2 separate regions of the Oncorhynchus mykiss genome follow, and region 1 is linked to region 2. The links are chromatin contacts, called in public Hi-C maps. All regions are on one chromosome and are shown on one strand. Each heading gives the region's core, a stretch centred on a gene start, on an enhancer-like site or on the middle of the called end of the contact. The rest is flanking DNA. Distances are from core to core; before and after follow the strand shown. Region 1 holds the start of zgc:77262 (RNA-binding protein lark). Region 2 holds the start of LOC110533971 (pyruvate carboxylase, mitochondrial).

Region 1 (4,525 bases), core at 1,108-3,607, 210 kb after region 2:
CCTATGTAATTAAGGTTTGAAATGATTCTGTTTTTGTCAAATATGATCTGTTTTGGATACTTGAGGTCAATTTTCAGTGTACAAATTATTTATAACTATGTTCCGGCATTCCAACCCTCCGCTGAAAGAAAAATCTGTCCACGGCTTAATGTAATTGGGGACCCCTGATGTAGGGCCGACTACACAAAACATCATTCCTATTCTACATTTTAAAAAATCCTAAACTCCTTCAAAAATTCAAAATATGACATTAATATTAACAAACATTCAAAGACACAAGCTTACCACCTCAAGTCTAAAAATCTGGCAACAATGAAAAACTAATATAAAACGCATTCAAAGACTGCTGATATGGCTGGTGATTATTCATGATCAACAAAAACTGGTCAAAATCAATTAAGTGTGCTGCTTGACTTGACAAGTAAGCTTTATGAATGAACGGTATTGTTCCTATTACCCGTTTTTCTAAAAAACTGCGCACTCATTGCCAACATACTCATACACAACATCTTCCACCGATTTTTTTTTCCAAAAAGTGCCCTTAGTAGCCCCTACCAAAACCATTGGAGTACTTCTCCTCAAAGTAATCATCCTTATCAAAGCCTGAGCCCAGAGCATAGCACATAGAGGAAGGAGGGGGCACAGAGCTGCCACCAACAAAATCTCGCCCGGCACCCCTTCGGGCATAGCTGGCAGAGGAAGGTGGGGGTGGAGACCAGCTAGCCAGTGGGCTGCGCTCCCGGTAATAACAGGAAGTAAGGGGGGGAGAAAGTGGCCGCTGAGGGAGTGGGGGAAGCCGTCGCTCATAAGGATCCTGCTCATAGTAACGTGAGGAGGAAGAGTATGGGTCATGGAGGACACGCCTCTCATAGAGGTCACACTCGTAGTAGGCCCTAGGAGGGGGTGGGGGAAGGGGAGGAGGAGGGGGATAGCGACCACGAGGTGGGTAGTAGTCACCGTGTAGAGCTCGAGGGGGGAGGTAGTGAGGAGCGTCGTGTGGGTGAGGTGGATAGTGGTGAGGGTAGTCATCCCCTCTGCCATTTCTGGCTTGATTGTTGCGGGAGATGGATACAAAGATCTTTTGGCCCTCCATTTTAGAGTGGTTTAACTTGGAAATGGCCTCATAGGCTTCATTTTCTCTCTGCATGTGCACAAAGGCAAAGTTCTTAACAATGTCACACTCTACCACCTTACCAAACGGTTGGAAAAGCTCTCTTATCTTAGCAGCTGTGGTCCCCTCAGGGACATTCCCAACGTAGATCTTGGTGGCATTGCGGACCTTCGTAGTGGCAAACTCCACAGTGATGGGTGCCCCATTCAGCTCATGCTTATGGAGTTCTGCCACTGCCTTCTGGGCTTCCTCCTCCTCATTCATGTGCACGAAGCCATAGTTTTTCAGAATGTCACAGTCTGACACCTGACCATATTTCTCAAAAAGAGTACGCAGTTCTGGTTCTGTGGTTGAGGAATTCACGTTTCCAACAAATATCTTCACCATTTTAGTATGGTAGCTAACAAGACACAGTCTTGACTTAGCTGTTTCAGAGAAAGGTGTGTATCAAGTGTAAATGAGGATTCCTGGAGGACTCTTCTTCAGCACTCACACGGTGACAGAGCAGCTTCTTCAGTCTCTAAAACCAAAATTAAGAGGAGTTAGATAGCGATTAAGATCTCATTAGAAACGTTATAGTAAATTGGAGTCCTGGGGGTTTTCTCTGGCACACTCTTGGCTCTTAGGGGCTAACATTTGCTAGCTTGTTGCAGCCAGGCTAGGGTCGGAGCTGACTAGTATATTTGCTAGTACATTAGCTAGCTGACTGATAGCGAGTTACAAAAGGACTTACCAATTACCTTAGTAGATGTAGATTACTGTAGCTAGAAAAATAGTTTTGCTAGTGTATGTAAGGTTAGCGAGCGAGCTAACTAGCCAACTGAAAAGCTGCCAGCAGTAGGCTAGCTAGCAAGCTAACAACGTTATAGTAATGTTAGATATGTTTAACCGTTAGTAACTAACTACATCAAGCTAAAGTTTCCTAGCTACCTTTTGAGGTTGTTTAGTCTATTTCTGTACAAATTAACTTTAATCTCACCTTGCCAGTTAGGTTACGTAGCTAGCTATGTAACGTTACCTTCCTTGTACTTTGATGGCTTCTCACCAGCCCCACATCGGTTTCCACTAGATAACGCAGCCACAAAGTCCCAATTGTCTATATCGAAAACGTTTTTGAAACTACAAACATGATTTTGTGAATTTAATTTAAGGTTATGCATAAGGTTAACAGTGGGGTAAGGGTTAGGTTTCCAATAAGATTTTAATAAAATCAATTGTAGAAATAGGCGGGGTTTATGTCTTTGTGGCTGTGGTAACTAGTGACTACACCTTCTCACTGACAGCAAATGGCGTGAGCCAGGCAGCAAGCCAGCTGGCTAACTGAAGAAGGAAGAGGACTTTGTCGTGCAGCTGCGTACCAACACCAAGTAAACTGCTCAAAAAAAATAAAAGGAACACTTAAATATCACAATGTAACTCCAAGTCAATCACACTTCTGTGAAATCAAACTGTCCACTTAGGAAGCAACACTGATTGACAAACAATTTCACATGATGTTGTGCAAATGGAATAGACAACAGGTGGAAATTATAGGCAATTAGCAAGACACCCTCAATAAAGGAGTGGTTCTGCAGGTGGTGACCACAGACCACTTCTCAGTTCCTATGCTTCCTGGCTGATGTTTTGGTCACTTTTGAATGCTGGCGGTGCTTTCACTCTAGTGGTAGCATGAGACGGAGTCTACAACCCACACAAGTGGCTCAGGTAGTGCAGCTCATCCAGGATGGCACATCAATGCGAGCTGTGGCAAGAAGGTTTGCTGTGTCTGTCAGCGTAGTGTCCAGAGCATGGAGACGCTACCAGGAGACAGGCCAATACATCAGGAGACGTGGAGGAGGACGTAGGAGGGCAACAACCCAGCAGCAGGACCGCTACCTCCGCCTTTGTGCAAGGAGGAGCAGGAGGAGCACTGCCAGAGCCCTGCAAAATGACCTCCAGCAGGCCACAAATGTGTATGTGTCTGCTCAAACGGTCTGAAACAGACTCCATGAGGGTGGTATGAGGGCCCGACGTCCACAGGTGGGGGTTGTGCTTACAGCCCAACACCGTGCAGGACGTTTGGCATTTGCCAGAGAACACCAAGATTGGCAAATACGCCACTGGCGCCCTGTGCTCTTCACAGATGAAAGCAGGTTCACACTGAGCACATGTGACAGAGTCTGGGGACGCCGTGGAGAACGTTCTGCTGCCTGCAACATCCTCCAGCATGACCAGTTTGGGGGTGGGTCAGTCATGGTGTGGGGTGGCATTTCTTTGGGGGGGCCGCACAGCCCTCCATGTGCTCGCCAGAGGTAGCCTGACTGCCATTAGGTACCGAGATGAGATCCTCAGACCCCTTGTGAGACCATATGCTGGTGCGGTTGGCCCTGGGTTCCTCCTAATGCAAGACAATGCTAGACCTCATGTGGCTGGAGTGTGTCAGCAGTTCCTGCAAGAGGAAGGCATTGATGCTATGGACTGGCCCGCCCGTTCCCCAGACCTGAATCCAATTGAGCACATCTGGAACATCATGTCTCGCTCCATCCACCAACGCCATGTTGCACCACAGACTGTCCAGGAGTTGGCGGATGCTTTAGTCCAGGTCTGGGAGGAGATCCCTCAGGAGACCATCCGCCACCTCGTCAGGAGCATGCCCAGGCATTGTAGGGAGGTCATACAGGCACGTGGAGGCCACACACACTACTGAGCCTCATTTTGACTTGTTTTATTAAGGACATTACATCAAAGTTGGGTCAGCCTGTAGTGTGGTTTTCCACTTTAATTTTGAGTGTGACTCCAAATCCAGACCTCCATGTGTTGATAAATTTGATTTCCATTGATCATTTTTGTGTGATTTTGTTGTCAGCACATTCAACTATGTAAAGAAAAAAGTATTTACTAAGAATATTTCATTCGTTCAGATCTAGGATGTGTTATTTTAGTGTTCCCTTTATTTTTTTGAGCAGTGTATATTCTATCTGTGTCAATACAGTCTATAGTGGCTTCCTTCCCGTAGGAGATTCTCCTCGTCTTTCTTCTTTGGTGGGGTTTATCGGCGGTTGGCATCCAACGTTATGGTGCCTTACCGCTAGCTACTGCACTGGAGTGTGGGCCATAGACATGGAGAACGTAAATCCTACCTGCCAGCCCTGTTGCTCTTTAAAAATATAACATATTTGAGACTATATCTACTATTTCCTGTATCCCTTCTCCCTCATACTACATCTCATCCTTTCTCTTTCCCCAGGTTACTGCCCACACTGTAGCAATAATGCTTTCCTATCACATTTATTCAACTGGCTGTGTTCCACCCTTAATCTTGTAAAAATAGCCTCCCCTCTTCTGTCCCTTCCAGGCTGTATCACAACCGGCCGTGATTGGGAGTCCCATAGGGAGGCGCAGTTGGACCAGCGTCATCCGGGTTTGGCCGGTGTA
Region 2 (4,225 bases), core at 1,248-3,747:
CTTTAATAGAACAAATGTAGACATTAATAACTGCATTTCTTTAGCAATGGTGGGGGAATGCCAAGATGGATCTGCGGTGGCATTAAAACAGCACCCCTTGTCAGTCATCTAGTGTATATATGTAACCGATGTGAAATGGCTAGCTAGTTAGCGGTGGTGCGCGCTAATAGCGTTTCAATCGTGTGACGTCACTCGCTCTGAGACCTGAAGTAGTAGTTCCCCTTGCTCTGCAAGGGCCATGGCTTTTATGGCACGATGGGTAACGATGCTTCGTGGGTATGCTTCGTGGGTAAAAACCCAGCAGCGTTGTAGTTCTTGACACAAACCGGTGCGCTTGGCACCTACTACCACATCCAGTTCAAATGCACTTAAATATTTTGTCTTGCCCATTCACCGTCTGAATGGCAAACATACACAATCCATGCCTCAATTGCCTCAAGGCTTAAAAATCTTTCTTTAACCTGTATCCTCCCCTTCATCTACACTGTTTGAAGTGGATTAAACAAGTGACATCAATAAGGGATCATAGCCTTCACCTGGTCAGTCTGTCATGGAAAGAGCAGGTGTCCTTAATGTTTTGTACACTCAGTGTATAAATCTTCGCTGTGCACATTGATTGATGTTGGGTATGGCGAAAAGCACACAGTAAATTCCAAACATTAACCAGAAGCATATACTACAAAGCAGAATCAATAAGTTAGCCAGCTAACTTAATATATTGTGCAAAAACGTTTTATTTTTTTAGAAAGATGAGTTGAATGGGCATGGTCTAATTGACTCAACAACCAGAAACAAAGTTTAGGCAAAGACAGTCAGTGGTGGAAAAAGTATCACATTTTCATACTTGAGTAAAAGTAAAGATACCTTAATAGAAAATGACTAAAGTAAAAGTCACCCAATAAAATACTACTTGAGTAAAGGTATTTGGTTTTAAACTTACTTAAGTATCAAAAGTAAAAGTATAAATAATTTAAAATTCCTTATTTTAAGCAAACCAGATGGCACCATTTTCTTGTTTTTTACATTTAGGGGTAGCCAGGGGCTATTCTCCAACACTTGGACATCATTAACAAACGAAGCATGTGTGTTTAGTGAGTCTGCCAGATCAGAGGCAGTAGGGATAACCAGGGACGTTCAATTGATAAGTGCGTGAATTGGATCATTTGGTCCTGCTAAGCATTCAAAACGTATCAAGTACTTTTGGGTGTCAGGGAAAATGTATTGAGTAAAACGTACATTATTTTCATTAGTAATGTAGTTAAGTAAAAGTAAAAGTTGTGGACATTTTAAATAGTAAAGCAAAGTACAGATACCGAAAAAACGACTTAAGTAGTACTTTAAAGTATTTTTACCTAAGTACTTTACACCCCTGAAGACTACAGTATGAAGATAGGCAGTGTTTGCCTTGGACTGAAATAGGTGCCGGTGTTGTGCCGAAAATCTCCCCCCTGCCAGAATCCCCCCTTTGTGTTCTTCATTGCTGCGACTTGCTTGCTAGTTGAGATTTCTGCTCTTCATTCCGTTTTCAGTTTAGCCTACATTTCACTGATCTTAGTAGCAGAAATAATTTTTGTCTGAGTTTTCGGATTGGCTATTTGTTTCAAGTGTATGTGTCGGTTCTATCTTGTATGGCGCCCTGGGCGAACCCCCCCTTCAGCGTCCGCGCCCGCCCCCGTGCCGCTCCCTGCAAGATGCCGCCCTAGGCGGCTGCCCATGTCGCCCGTACCTAAATCCGCTACTGATTTTGTATTAGTAGATAAATAAATCAATTTGGCAAAATTCATCTCTCACATGTCTTATTCGACGAATATTTAGTCTTTGCGTGTCAAAAAAAAGATACACGTCAAATAAGCTTGTTGCGTTCATATTTTCTTACATAGTTGTTACACATTGATTACACTAATCACTAGTATTTCATATGTCACAACATTCATCGATACGTATGCTATGATGCTGGTGAAGTTGTCTCACGCACCCACAGTGCTGTTCATTAAAAAAAAGCTAGCTAGCTCACGGATGCAAACAATGTTCTTCCCCCAAAAGATAGCAAAACGACAATTTGTTTCAGTAGTAGCTAACTATATAGCTAGGTGTCATCATCTAAAATAACCCCCTTTTATAAAACAGCTCTCATTTGATTAATGGTTGTCGGACCCATATATGTGAAACTAGCCACAGTAGTGGACGTTGCAGTTAGCCTTCAAAATAAAGGTATGTCATTGACAGTGATGCAAATTACACTCTGGTACTCCGGATTGAATTTACGAACCTCGCCCTAAATCAAACACTGTGACGATAGGGGATTTTTATTGGAGAAGCAGTTTTATCCTATCACACTTGTAGGCGATGTTGGCTAGTTTAACTCACGTCATTGGGTCTAACGATTCTCGCGCCACACGGCGCATGTGCACGCCGTCAGGCACTCCTTCGATATAAAGTTGTTTTTGACGAAAATGAAAACGTGTCAGTTTGTCACTTTCACGAGGTTTGAGTAATAACATGGCCGACTACTTAAGACACGGCCTCGGATCTAGGTTGTGCCTTTAGATTTAGAGAAAATGAACAAATATGGAAGAACATTTCACTCTTATTGACTTCTCAAACCCAGGACTGGTCTGTTTCGCAAGCGTTCCCGGATGTCTCGCGATGTTGCGTCTATGGGTTTAGAAACTCTGGGGTTTATCTTCCGAATCAATAGCTATTTCTAGTTGTTTTATCAAAGTTAGCTGGCTAACTCATTGATAGTATACACCAAAATACATGGATATATAGATCAGGCCCACTGGATTCTCTATGGCCCCGGGTACGAGCGTATTAATAGGCGTAATCAAGATAACCAATAGCAAGGGGTGGGTGGGCGAGTAGTCTGAGTGAATCAGACGTCTCAGGTAAATAGACAGCTAGCTTGTCTTTCAAACCCCAGACTTTTTTCTGTCATCAACCGTGACTGCAAGCTAGGGTGCACAGAAAACAAACACGATCGGAGGGGGACTGTCATCTCACAGTACCCAGCTAGCTAATTACGTTGATTGAAGAAGAAAGTTATCTGCCAGCAACAGTCAATAGCGACACCCGACACTCCTGCTAACGTCAGATAGACACAGATAGTTAGCTGGGAGACTTTCAAGCCTATTCAAGCGTGCTAACGTTAGGTTTGAAGCGGTAAGGTAAGTTTGCATTAACGTTACAAGTCTTAGATAATATTTTTTTTTGAGGGGGGTTGTCACCCTTGCTTATCCCGAGGTAGTTGGTCAATATCCATCAAATCATATTACTGCAATGTCTTTGCGTGCAGGTACAGAGCAGTTAGCTATCAAACAGTTGTTTAGCTAGCTATGCCAGCTAGCTGATTTGGAGAGTTGGTTAGTGAGGTGGCTGCATCAGGAGTAAAAATGGGTATTGCAGCTGCATCTCTCCAAAATGATGGTGACATTTCAACATTTAGAATTCTCTACCACCTTTAAACGTTTGGACTCAAGCAAATAGTTACATCGATTCTCTATGTTCTGACTCTGACATAATACGTCGAACATGAGAACACTGAGATTGATTTGTTTGCTCTTTCTATCAGTGAAGAACCTTGACTTTGTTGCACTAGGTAAAGTTGCTGGAAGATTCCGTCCCTACAGTTGTGCTTGATTACAATAAGCTGCACTGGGGTCGGACAGCAATGACAGTGTAGCGTAAGACACCATGAAGCACTTGAAAGATATGGCTTGAAAAAACATACCTTAATTCAGGGATGAGAAATTAGTTGTACTCCGAATTGTCCCATTATCCCAACTGTTACACTGGGAAGATTGAACAGAAAGACTGAAATGGCACTAAATAATAAAGTGAATGACATGTCCACCTAATGCCGGACAGGACTGATTAATGACTGCTTGGTGGCTGGCAAGCTTGGTGGTAGGTAGGTTGATGTCATGGTACAGTGGACTGCACCCACTGTGATTAGTGACACATTAAAGCCATCCAAGTACCAAAATACATCTTCTTGGAGGATACAAGGTACTCCTTGAAATGAAGTAACATAGTAGTAATCTCTTGGAAATGAGAGCATAAAAGATATGGCCTATCTTAAATAAAATCACTTTAGGGCCCTCAGCAAAGCTCACCTCCGGCACCTTGATCTGAACTACTCCCCGTATGGGTGCAGGTACAGGGCACCTGCTTACTGCAAAAACAGGACTCAGACTGGTCTTCATACTGTACTGTAGGACTGGGC

What was found. Hi-C and Micro-C count contacts between places; a contact is called where the count stands out from the background.
Region 1: a Hi-C map of liver shows a contact between it and region 2, with 3 times the contacts expected there. The contact joins the promoter of zgc:77262 here to the promoter of LOC110533971 in region 2. A contact is called at or near these places in 2 of 3 Hi-C or Micro-C datasets (blood and liver).

What each region holds. Positions count from the first base shown.
Region 1 is chr10:43,986,594-43,991,118 of USDA_OmykA_1.1, forward strand. zgc:77262 (RNA-binding protein lark) reads right to left here and starts at 2,358. Exons shown (of 2, transcript XM_021618577.2): 1 at 1,845-2,358; 2 at 1-1,631. The coding sequence starts at 1,498. The coding sequence ends at 542.
Region 2 is chr10:43,781,322-43,785,546 of USDA_OmykA_1.1, forward strand. It overlaps LOC110533971 (pyruvate carboxylase, mitochondrial), which reads left to right and starts at 2,498. Exons shown (of 21, transcript XM_036990383.1): 1 at 2,498-3,162.